Regions from separate parts of the Pan troglodytes genome. Here region 1 is linked to region 2. The links are chromatin contacts, called in public Hi-C maps. All regions are on one chromosome and are shown on one strand. Each heading gives the region's core, a stretch centred on a gene start, on an enhancer-like site or on the middle of the called end of the contact. The rest is flanking DNA. Distances are from core to core; before and after follow the strand shown. Region 1 has its middle 18 kb from the start of POU3F1. Region 2 has its middle 360 kb from the start of RRAGC.

What was found. A called contact is a pair of places that touch in the nucleus more often than the background predicts.
Region 1: a contact with region 2 is called in a Hi-C map of induced pluripotent stem cells, with 4 times the contacts expected there. The contact joins two enhancer-like sites. A contact is called at or near these places in 3 of 7 Hi-C or Micro-C datasets (induced pluripotent stem cells and stem cell-derived neural progenitor cells) and 1 of 1 datasets of contacts at active chromatin or transcription factors (stem cell-derived excitatory neurons).

The regions. Positions count from the first base shown.
Region 1 is chr1:192,959,430-192,965,617 of NHGRI_mPanTro3-v2.0_pri, reverse strand. No RefSeq gene overlaps it. Among named protein-coding and RNA genes, the nearest start is that of POU3F1, 18 kb to the right of the region's middle. Within about 2 kb of position 3,192, at least 15 of the 24 cell types and tissues checked have an H3K27ac peak or open chromatin away from gene starts, as enhancers often do. A contact at or near this core is called in induced pluripotent stem cells, where this site is marked.
Region 2 is chr1:192,487,100-192,492,536 of NHGRI_mPanTro3-v2.0_pri, reverse strand. No RefSeq gene overlaps it. Among named protein-coding and RNA genes, the nearest start is that of RRAGC, 360 kb to the right of the region's middle. Within about 2 kb of position 2,621, at least 2 of the 24 cell types and tissues checked have an H3K27ac peak or open chromatin away from gene starts, as enhancers often do. A contact at or near this core is called in induced pluripotent stem cells, where this site is marked.

The sequences.
Region 1 (6,188 bases), core at 1,943-4,442, 470 kb before region 2:
AGAGATTGGCTGTCCCTGTGACTAAGCAAAGACAGGCCCCAGCCCCATGTATTCTGAGAATTGGCCAGGGCTTTGCCGCTTTGGTACTCAGTGGGACCCTAGACTCTTGGCTTGTTGGGGAGGGAAGAGTATTGTTTGCTTAGGAGCCGCCCTTCTTGGCCTAGGGGTGATTTGGGCTGTTGGTGGCATACTGCTCTAGCTGTGCCAAGGGGGCTGTGGGCAGCCTATGGAGCTGGAGGGATTTTCTGAGTCAGGACTTGTTTGGCTCAGGTCTCTTGTACAAACCAAGTCTCCAAACAGCAGTTCTATGGTGATGTGGATCCTTCAGGTCTGTCCAACAGAGAATTCAGTAAGCCTGGCTCAGTCTTAGTCTGTTGCTGCATCCTAGGGCCCTTCCCACCAAAGCAGGAGAGTGTCAAGCCCTAGCTTTATTTTTGAATAAGTTCATCTTTTTCTTTGAGACAGAGTCTTGCTCTGTCACCCAGGCTGGAGTGCAGTGGCGCGATCTTGGTTCACAGCAACCTCCGCCTCCTAGGTTCAAGCGATTCTCTTGCCTCAGCCTCTCTAGTAGCTGGAATTACAGGCGCAGAGATGGGGTTTCGCCATGTTGGCCAGGCTGGTCTCGAACTCCTGATCTCAGGCGATCCACCCCTCCTTGGCTTCTCAAAGTGCTGGGATTACAGGCATGAGCCACTGCTCCTAGCCAATCTTTTTCTGATTTCTAACTGCTTCCTGGTGCCAGGGTGGAAAAGGGCCCAGCAGGTGGAGCTGCTGCCCCTTTGCTGGGATTCCTTCTCAGGGACTTGGTGTCCACCCACCCAGCACACTTGTCTTCTTTCAAAAGTGTCCTTGTACTTAGGAAGTACTTGCATGTGTTTGCTTATTGAATTTAATGCTAGGGGGGAGAGCTCCCATGAAGAAATGGGATTTTCTCACCCTGAGTTTGAGATGAGTGTGGCCCCAGGAGGAAGACTGGGCAGGAAGGTGCTTTTCCTTCCTGTTTCTAGTGAGGACCATGCAGGGAGGTCTCTGTCACATAGCCCCAAGTTTCCCATAGGGTGGTTCCACCCAGACCTGGGAGGGGTCTCCCTCCGTGCAGCTTTAAGCATCTGTTTGTCGCTCACTGTCCTCTCCCCCATGCTGCTGACTGTGGGGCACTGAGCAGTTAGAGCTGCACGTCCTCCAGCAGGGAAGGCAGCCAACAGATGCAGACTCGCTCTGCCTACCTGTGGAGGCCGGTGAGGCCAGGGCCTGTTGGGACTTGAAACAGTGAGGCAAGTGGGTGTGTGGTGCTGGGCTCCCCGCTCAAGTTCTCCCAGCATGCCAGTTCCCGGAGCCTTATGTGCAGGGTGTTGGGGAAGGGTGGGCTGAATCGTGGGTGGGAATCTTGGCTCAAAGCCCCAGGTGAGTGGAGGAATTGGGGGTGGACCTGAAGTACTGTCTTGAGGCGGACCTGGCAGGCCTCTTGGGCTTGTGCAGCTGCCTCCCCGGGTCAGAGGGTGCGCCCTCTGTACCCAACCAGGTCTTCACAGGTCTGTCTCAGCAAAAAGTGCAGGGAAGGATCAGAGAGAAGCTGTAAAACAAAGGGAGGCAGAGCTTCCCTTCCCAAGCCTACTGCTGAGAGGTTGGAGTGTAGAGGAGGCTGCCTAGTTCATGCTTCTGCCTGTTCTTTCCTCAACTGCTCTGGCCAGAGGGAAGAACGTCTCCGCTGCTTCTCAGGCTCCCTGTAAGGAATTTCCTGGCTCCCTATTCCTGGATCCATCATCATCACATTTAGGAAGTCGTGTCCAGTCTACTTCTCCTAGGTGAAGCATACACCTAGGTCTCCTTGTTCATCTTGTCCGCTTCGTTTAATGCAAAGGGAACAAACTGCTTGGGGCTGGGGTGGTTGCACAGTCCAGCCCTGTGCTCCTGCGTGGTGGTAGGAGAGGCTCGTCCAGAACGGAGCTAAGGACCCAGCTTTTTCTAGGCAAGAGGAATATATCAAGGGAACTGCTGTGTTTGGGGGTAAGCAGAGGATGGAAAGGGCTTCCTTTCCCCTCCCTGCATCTGTCACCTGACGGCCATGCTCAGATCGGGTTAATGAAACTGTGGTGCCCCAGGCAGCTGGGCAGCACCCCCCTGCCCTGAATCAGCCTGAGTCATTTACAGCTTTCTCCCAGTTACCCCAAAGGCTTCTCTCAGAGGTGACAAATGTAGGGGGTTGGTTTCGGGTTTCATGTTTTCACATCACTGGGTGGAAAAAAGAAGAAAAAAAAACACCTTTCCAAACCAAAAAAACCAGCTTCTATAGCAGAAACAACTTGTCCCGAGAGCACTGAAAATTTCCCCATCCTCTCTCCTCATCTGCTCAGAGACACTGAGACCAGTGATGGAGGGGTTAAGGGGAGGGGTTGGAGTCAGGCTGAGTGGAGTGTTGGGGACAGCCCCTTTGGAGGTGGCAGCACCTGCCTTCCTGCTTATAGGCAGGGGAGGACCTTTGCAGGGCCCTCCAGCTCTGAAGCCTGTGGTCTCCAGTGCCCAGAGATGGATTGCCAGGGCACGGGACAGTGAACTCAGGGTGGCGAGGGACCAGGGAAGGAAGGGACCATCTCCCCTCCCTAGCTAATTTGATCCCAGGAGGTCTGGGACAGGTGTCCCTCCCTGGCAGAGGGTTCTTGAGGTGGAGTGGTAGGTGGAATATAGAAGGTCCATCTGGCACATGGAGCCTAGGGGGCAGCACCCCCTCCTCTTGCTGGCTGGTAGCATTGTAGACCACCCCAGCCCCCCGCCAGGGGCAGATGGTCTCCATAGCAGATGGAGACTAGGCTGGCAGTGGCAGGATGGGCTTTCTAGTCTCAGCCTGGCCACTCTGGCTAATAAGACAATCCGGGGGCAGTGACAGGGCTAACTGCTGGTGTGTGTGTGTGTGTGTGTGTGTGTGTGTATGTGTGTGTGTATATAGGTGTGTAGGAGAGGGAGCCCTGGCCTTATTGGGCCATTCTGGGGGAGAAGTAAAGAGGAATCCCAGACAGAGTCAGTGGATCTTTGGGGCCCCCTCAAGTTTGCTGTGTAAGCGTGGCAGGCTCTCAGTGCCTGGGCTCCTGAAGCTGCCCTGGTTCTTGTGTGAAGGGGCCGGCTCCTGGGCTGGGAGCCTCTGCTGCAGCTGGAGCCTGGACTGCTTGATTTAGACCCCCTGCCAGGTCCCCAGAGCTCAGGGCCTGGGCAGCAGCTCCTCCCAGAGGACGCGCCCGTTTATTATGCGCTCCTGCTCCCTCATGGCTCAGGCAGGCAGCGGCCTTCATTAGCGGAGGAGCTGGGGTCTGTTTTGGCTGCCTCATCAGCATCAGTGAACTGCGTCCCTGCGAGATTTGATACAATTTAATTAACCTAATTAAAAGCTCTGATTGCAGAGATGATTGGGGTAGCGCCAGCAGCGACTGCATATTTATAATGAGCTGCAAGGTGTGGGACCGCAGCCAAACGCCACGCATCCTAATGAGCGGGAGCCGGGAGCCAGGGAGCGGGAGAGGGAACGTTTATTTTTGGCAACAATGCCCAGTTCCTCCCTGCCAGGGAGTCAGAGACCCAGGGAGCAGAGACGGACCTGCCCACTGTGCTCTTCCGCACAAGGTGGAAGCAGAAATGTGTGCTCTCCACCGGTTCTAGGGCCCTTGGACGCCCCAGGAGCACACAGTGCCCGTGTTTCTGTTTGTAGAGTAGGGGGCTGGGACCCCAGCCATGCACTTTTCCTGCCTCTCATCTCTGGGAGTCAGGGGCTGCCTTCTGAACCGGGGCCTTGCTGTGAGGAAACAGGACCCAGCAGAACCACCTTGTTTCCAGGCTCCAGGATCCCTGGGCTGTTTTCTCAAACTTGCCAAGGAAGAGACAGGGGCTGGCAGGACTGAGGCTGAGAGGCTGCTTGGGAGTCAGAAAAGGGGTCTGCATATCCAGGAGTCCCAGATGAAGATCCTGGGCCTGGGACAGAAAGGAGAAACAGGAGGGGCAAAATTCCCACTCATCCTGGAAGCTGGGGACCCCTGTCCCCATCTCCTCACTCCCTTTGAGGACCCTGCCCAGGGAGGCCAGCTGCCCTGGACTCTTCCTGTCTTCTCCCACTGCCTCTGTCTGGGGAAGTCTTGGTTTGTCTGACTCAGCGTTTCCGCTGTAAATCACATCTAATAATACCGAGAGTGAGAGCTGAGACGGAGGTGCTGTGGGTGAAGGGGCACCGGGGAGGAGGGGCGCCGGGGAGGAGGGGCACGCCGCCTAGGTGCCAATGGGTGTTGTTCAGGGAGGGAGCTCTGAGGCGGCAGGAATGGGGGCTGGGCCCTGAGGAAGAAGGTGGGAGCAGCCTGCCACCCCTGCCCCCATTCCTGCTCTGGAGCTTGTGTAGGTCATGAGCTCAGCCAGGCTGGCCCAGCCCCCCAGTGCTTTGAGTGCCGCCAGGACAAGATGAGATTTGTCCCAGCCTACCTTGCAGAGTTGCAGCTGTTTAGCTCCCTTATCAATCTTCTCTGTGGGTTTAATCATCTCTCTGTCATCCTGCTGGGGCAGCCCTCCCCTAACTGAAGCCCCCAGAGGGGCTGGAGCTTCTCAGCCCCAGCTTTCCTCCAGTCCCCCTCCCCCAGACAAGCATCTTTCCCCACCTGACTTCCCTTATGGGAGACAGAGGGTGGGCCAGGGCGGCTTTGCTCCAGGTTTAGTCTCAGTGGCAGGGGTGAATGTCCTTGTGTTTGCAAGATGTAAACAGGATGAAGGGTGGGTAGAGGTGGCACTGGCAGAGAATTTGCCCCAGCTGGGTCCTCAAGGTCTTTGACTCCATTCCAGCCTGGGTAGAACAGGGCCTAGAGGTCGGCTATGAGGGCTTTCTGCCCAGAACCAGGAGATTCTTGCGTAGGTGCACGATCCTTCCCTCCTGCCAGCCCCTTAGGAGCTGCAGCCAGCCAGCCAGCTCTGGCCTCCTTCCCTGGGTGGGTCCTGTGGGGCTCAGGGGCCCGTGGGCAGTAACCACGAGCCCACGGCTTTGTGTGCATCTTGGGAAGGAGGGCGCACAGGAGTCAATGGAGCCTGTGTTGTGGTCCAGGCGGGGAGCCAGGGCGCAAGGGGTTTTGGGGCTGCCCCAGTGCTGACGTGCAAGATGACCTTCAGGGCCGCGCTTCGGCCCTCTGCTGTGCTCTCCTTCCCTGCTGAGCATCTGGAGAATGGGCAAGGAGGTGGCATGGGATGGGGTATGTGCCCCCAGAGGGAACATGAGAAAGAGGGCCCTTCTTCCCCTGCTCCCCACTCCTCACCCTAGGCCTTCTCTGTGCAAATGGAAGGCCAGCGCCTCCCCATTTCTCAGAAGGGGATGTAAAGTCCCAGAGAGGGTTGGGATCTGGCTGAACATCACCCAGCTTGTCCTCAAGGCAGGGACTGTGAGACCCCTGCAGAGGGTCCCTCAGGACGGAACCAGAGGTTCTGGAGGGCCACCAACCAGTCCTGGGCTGGAGGGGGCTTGTTAGGTTCAGCATAAGGCTGGGCTCTGGAAGACAATGGAGTGTTGATGAGGCTTCGGTCCTGGTCTCACATGACCTGACCAGGCAGGGTGGGTGGGCTGCACGTGGCTGAGTTGCCTGGGCTGACCTTTGGTCGCTGGCTAGGGAAGAGAGGAAGCCATGAAGGCTCCTGCCCACTCCATGCCCTGGGCACCCTGACACCCCCTCCCCAGGAACTGCCCTCTGGGCACACACTCTGTCTTCCACCTACCTTCTTCTTTAGTCTTTCTCTTTTCTCTGCCACGTGTAGGAGCATGTGTATAATATGTGTGTATTTGTGTGTGAAAGTATATGTCTGTGTGAATGTGAGAAGTTAGGCATAGGATGAAAGGGAGAGAAGAGACCCTCTTTCTGGGTTCTTCCCTATCAGGAATAAAGACTAAGTTTCAGCCAGGCACAGTGGCTCACACCTGTAATCCTAGCACTTTGGGAGGCTGAGGTGGGCGGATTGCCTGAGCTCAGGAGTTTGAGACCATCCTGGGCAACATGGTAAAACCCTGTCTCTACTAAAAATACAAAAAATTAGCTGGGCATGGTGGCGCGTGCCTGTAATCCCAGCCACTCGGGAGGCTGGCTAAGGCAGGAGAATCGCTTGAACCCGGGAGGCGGAGGTTGCAGTGAACGGAGATGGGACCACTGCACTCCAGCCTGGGTGACAGAGCAAAACTCCAT
Region 2 (5,437 bases), core at 1,372-3,871:
AATAAAGGAATAAGTAAATTTTTAAGAAGTGTATGGCCCTTTTCTTAGGGATTTCCACAACTTTGGAGAACATACTTAGATCATTTCTTTCTTTTGCTCACAAGGAGCCATGTCCATAGGCAGGGTGCAGTTCCCATCCGTAACAGCAGAGGCATGAATGCACACATATCAAAAAGTCCCATCCTAATCCGAAATCTCCATCCAGTTTCTCAATTTCATCCTGATTTCATGGCACCATATACCTCTCTGTCAAAAATCTTTATCACTGTTGTAATTTTACATCTAGTTAGGTGATTCTTTGATTAATAGCAAGCAGCGACCTCCTCTTTGGGCTCTGGGCTCTATAGGGGCAGGTTTTGTTGGTCTTATCCTACCTTTAATCACTGCTGTATATCCCACACCTAGCCCAGTGCCTGGCACGGAGTAGGTGCTCCATAAGTATCTGCTGAATTAATGAACATGTGATAAAATGGTTTGACCTTAGCCAAGTCACTTCTTCTGAGCCTTTTTCTTTCCATCTCTGCTATCAGGTCTTCCATCTGCTATTCCATGATGCTGGAATAGCTCCTCACTTCCTGGAAGTGAAAGCTTTTAGTCTCTAGAAGGCCCAGGTAAAAATTCAAATCTATTACCCAAGCAAGAGTATACTAAAACAAGAGCAAATGATGGCATACAAATTGGCCAGCCACCAGGAAGCAAGGCCTTGACAATAAGCAAGGAGATATGTGTGGTTGTGGTGAGTCATGGAGGGGCCCAGCTGGAGGGACCAGGCCCTGGCATGGCTGTCAGGGCCCAGAACCCCCGGGGAACAGTACCATGGCTCAATATAGGGAGAGAAGAGGAGGGGAGAAGCAAGGAGCGTGGTATCACTTCCTAGGGCTGCCATAACAAAGTACCACAAACTAGAGGGCTTAAAGCAAAAGAAAGTTATTACCCCATAGTTTTGGAGACCAGAAGTCTGACATCAAGGCATTAGAAGGTCCATGCTCCCTACCAAGCCTTTAGAGGAGGGTCCCTCCTTGCCACTTCCAGCTTTGCATAGCTCCAGTCATTCTTTGGCTTGTGGCAGCATCACTTGAACCTCTTCCTCCATCTTTCCATGGCCAACTTCCCTTTGTATCTTTATAACATCCCCCTTCTGTGAGCCATGTCTCCTCTTACAAGGACACCAGTCATATCAGATTAGGGCCCACCCTCCTCCAATTTGACCTCATCTTAGCAGGATTACATCTGCAAGGACCTTTTTTTCCAAATAAGGTCACATTCACGGGTACCAGGGGTTGGGATTTAAACATATCTTCTGGGAGAACATAATTCAACAAATATCAGGGGTCAAAAGCAGACTCTAGTTCAGCAAACTTTTGACCACTGCTATGTGCCAGGCCTTGTGCAGGTCTAGATGAAGAAAATAAATGAATCAGATATAAATATTAATACAAAGTACAGAAAGGAGACATCACATCCTCAAAGAGGTATTTGATGCTATGAGCATTGGATGAGAAGAAGGCAAGATCATGTTCAGTCATGGAAAAAATTCAGAGGTGGTTGGGCTTCAGACACTTGTTGGAGAATAGATCAGAGTTCAACAGACGTATATGGGGACAGCAAAATGTAGTCCAGGAAAGGGAAGAGCATAAGCAGGTCATGCAGCACAGAACTGATGCTGTACCCTCTGATGGTGTGTACAGTTTTTAAGCAGAGAATCATAAAGTGATTCGATTTTGGTTTTCACAAAAATCCCAGCCAGCTCAGTAGGACATCGGAGGCCCTGACTGATCCAGTCCCTATCTAGTTACTGGTCCAGAGTGAAGTTTGTTCTGTGTGTGGTCTTAGAGGTGCCAGACATGCCAGGTCAGTACTCACTGGGTATGCGCTTGTCCTGCTGCCTAAAATCCTCCTTCCCTCCCTTGTCAGGCAAAACCCTACTTGCCTCTTATAGGTCAGCTCTGATGTCACCAGCTTGGTTTGTTGTGACTTGCAAAGCAGTGTCAGCTCACCTTTGCTACAGCACTAAAGACACCATATTGTCATTATCTGGCACAGTTTGCCTCCTCTACTAGATCAGGGGCTTCTAGGGCTCAGGTGCTGGGTCTAGTTAATTCCTATGCCACTGGTAACCAACACAAACCCTGACATGCAGCTGACATTCAGTAAACGTCACTGACCACAGTACTAAGAAAGGACAGGAGGAGATGAAACTGGACGCAGGAAGGTCCATTTAGGTGACATCTACAATAGTACTGGCAAGAGATAATAAGGCTCCTAGTACTGCATAAGGCAGAGACAAGCGGATGAAGAAGAAAGGCAGATTCCCCAGAAGCCTAGAAAGACACAGTTTATAATTCTGCCCACCACACCCTGGACATCCCTTCCTCCCCCTCCTCCTCTATCCATGTGCACACTGGTGGACATCCCTCCCTAAAGCCCCAAGGACCTGTCATGACCCAGAGCTTGTCTGCCCTAATTCTGGGCAGGAAGCACAAATGCTGCAACCCTTAGCCTGAGGCTCAGTCGGGTAAGTGTTGGGAGTTTGGCCAGCCCTCTCCAAAGCTCTCTGCTGCTAGCCCTAGGCGTCCCTTAAAGTCATTTCTTAGAGCCCAAGAAGAGCCCTGCTATGGCCCTTTGGTGGGATAAGAGCGACCCCCAGTGCTCAGGAACTTGCCCAGGCAAGCTCTTTACCTACAGGTTCTATTTAAAGGGGCAGTTTGAACCTGTAAGCAAGACCCTTGATAATTAGCCCTGTGTAGACTGGGAAAAGCCCAGTGAGTTCCTGGAAAGCAAGCCCTTCCGCCTTCAATGAAACACAAGCTGAACCAGAATCATGTAGGTGCTGGTGCCTTCTGCCTCCTCCCTTGTAGGCTGGTGCAGCCATGTGCCCCTTTTGGTGAATGAGAGCCTCCCACTAAGTACCACTGTTTTACCTTCCAAATAAATAAGGTGGCTCCATTGCACGCAGGGTGTGATGGACTTGGGCGTAGAAGGCCAGCTTTGCAGAGGCTGCTGTGGAAGTCGTATTGTCACAATTCCTACAGAACTCCAGGGAGTAGCCTACACCAACCTGACCAGCCAGGAGTAAGGGGCAACCCATGCTCCTTCTTCCTTCCCTCTCACTCTTCCATCCCCTCCAGTGCTGGCCACACACAACAGCCAGGGCTATTGCAGCTACCCAGAGGAAACAGGAAGGAGGAAGGAGGTGGTTATTGGGGGTCTCGTCATTTCAATCTGCATTCACTTCGTAGGAACACAGCCACTCCTCCCACTGGAAGACCCCAATTAGGGAAGACAGTCAAAATCAAATCGTTAGCCCTATAACTGCATTGTACATTCTCTCTCCCCCACCTCTTCTCTCTCTGTCCCTCCCTCCTTCCTTTGCTAGTATCCTTCCTTCCCTGGACTCAATCATCCTCATATTCTGTTGCCATTAGCTTTAGTTGTGGACTCCCTTTTTGTCTATTTGCAAAGACATTTTGGTATCTATTGATTGAAGGCAGGATTTTAGATACGAAGCCAAAAAGCTGTGATGAGCCTTCCCATTCTGACAATGTGATCAAGTTCTGAGTGTTGTAGAGTGAGAGAGGAAAGACAATTAGAAAACAAGGCAAGGGATGGAGGGGGCATGCGGTGGTGTCATTGGCAAATCCTCATAAGCCAAGCGGGAGGCTCCCTTGTGCTGCACAGATGTGGGTACAAAACCATCCATGGACACAGGACAGGTTCCCTCAGCAGACGTTAGCTGAGTAATTACTATGTGCGGGTCACCTTCACACCTGCACACCTTCCAGTTTATAAAGCACCCTCATGTCTCTTACTTCTTCTGGTTCTCACACCTACCTATGAGACACGTGTGATCATCCTAACCTCACTCATGAAGAGACTGGAGCCCAGAGAGGCCATGGGGAGTAGGAGGAGCCAGACGAGAATCCAGATCTTCTAATTCCTGATCCAGGGCTCTTTCCCCTGCACCAGCCACAGAGCATTGCTCTTGAAGTCACCAAATAAAACAGCCCTCAAAGTACAGCACATCTAACCAGGCTCTGCAATCGTGAATAAGTCACCTCTCTTCAAGATGGCCAGAAAGAATCTAGAGGAGGGTGACAATGACTTTGTGTTGAGGAAAGGAAGAGCAGGGACAGATTGAAATGACCTGTACTCAGCGTGGTGAGAAAGTTTAGAAGTGGCAAGCTCCAAACCTACTGTCACTTTGGGGGCTTCCACATTCAGCCCATTTAGGTATTCAAGTTAGGGGTTTCCTTTGACATTTGCAGAAGTTCATTTAGAAACAACATAGAATTTGTTACCTTATGCAGTGTTAGACTTTTGCAATTCATTTCTCTAAGTGGTCATGCTAAAAATACAGTCACAAAGGAGAAAGGAACTGAAGACATCAAATAATGCCATCTCCTTCATGCTAAAATGTTTCCAAATGATTTAGATGATGTTGTGGGTAGTAACTTATAAAATGATCTAGAATATTCTGAGAACATCCTTAACCTTTGAGATTGACAACTGGTCGGAGAGTTATGCCCTTTAATGTAACATTCCTCAATATCCTAATCAATGATAAATTCTGAGCCTAATGATCCGGGAAGGCATCTCTGACATTCTCAACTCATTCATTTCACAAATATTTTATTGAACACCTATTGTATACAGGTCTTGGGCTTGTTGCCAGGGGTACAATGGTGAACTAAGCAGACACAGTTCCTGCCCTCAACCTGCAGCAGGGTGGGAGATAGAGACACCATAATTCTAATACAAACAGATAAGCTTTGCCAAGGGAAATAAAGAAATGCTATGAGAGCCCCAAGAGGGGCACCCAACCAAGCTCAGATGGTCCAGAAAAGTTTCTTGGAATGGTTGACTTCTAAGCTGGGACCTGGAGGATGAATAGGATGTGGATACATTTGGGAGTCGGGAGACCATTCAATCCCCTATAGTGCATGTGGAGATTGGGTCCCAGCTCCCTAAGATTTCTGTTACGGGTTGCCAAGATGTCCATTTTACCAGGGTGCTTGTCTATTCCACCTGAAATTACATAAGCTACCCGGCCCTGGGCACCTGTGCAATGTTTCAGGAAGCCATAAGAAGGCAGATAGTTTTATTTTTTCAAAGCCTTTCTCACCCAGAAGGGCAGACAGGGTCTCATTATTTGTGGGGACAAGAAAGATACGTAGTAGAGGAAACATTAATTCAGCAAAAGGTTCATTCTTTTTTATGTACAAATTATGCAACATAATTGTTTTACCATGATTAATATTATTTCAGGGGCCTAACAAACACCATTTACAATGCAAATCTCCTCAAGGCTGCAGAAAGGTACCTGTAATCAGGGAGGGTGTGATGGCTGCCCAGATGGAGTGGGGACAGGATGGAGCGAGTGAGAAAGGGTCACATGGCTCATCTTTGAGCACAGCATCAGAAAGGCCAAGTGGGCATG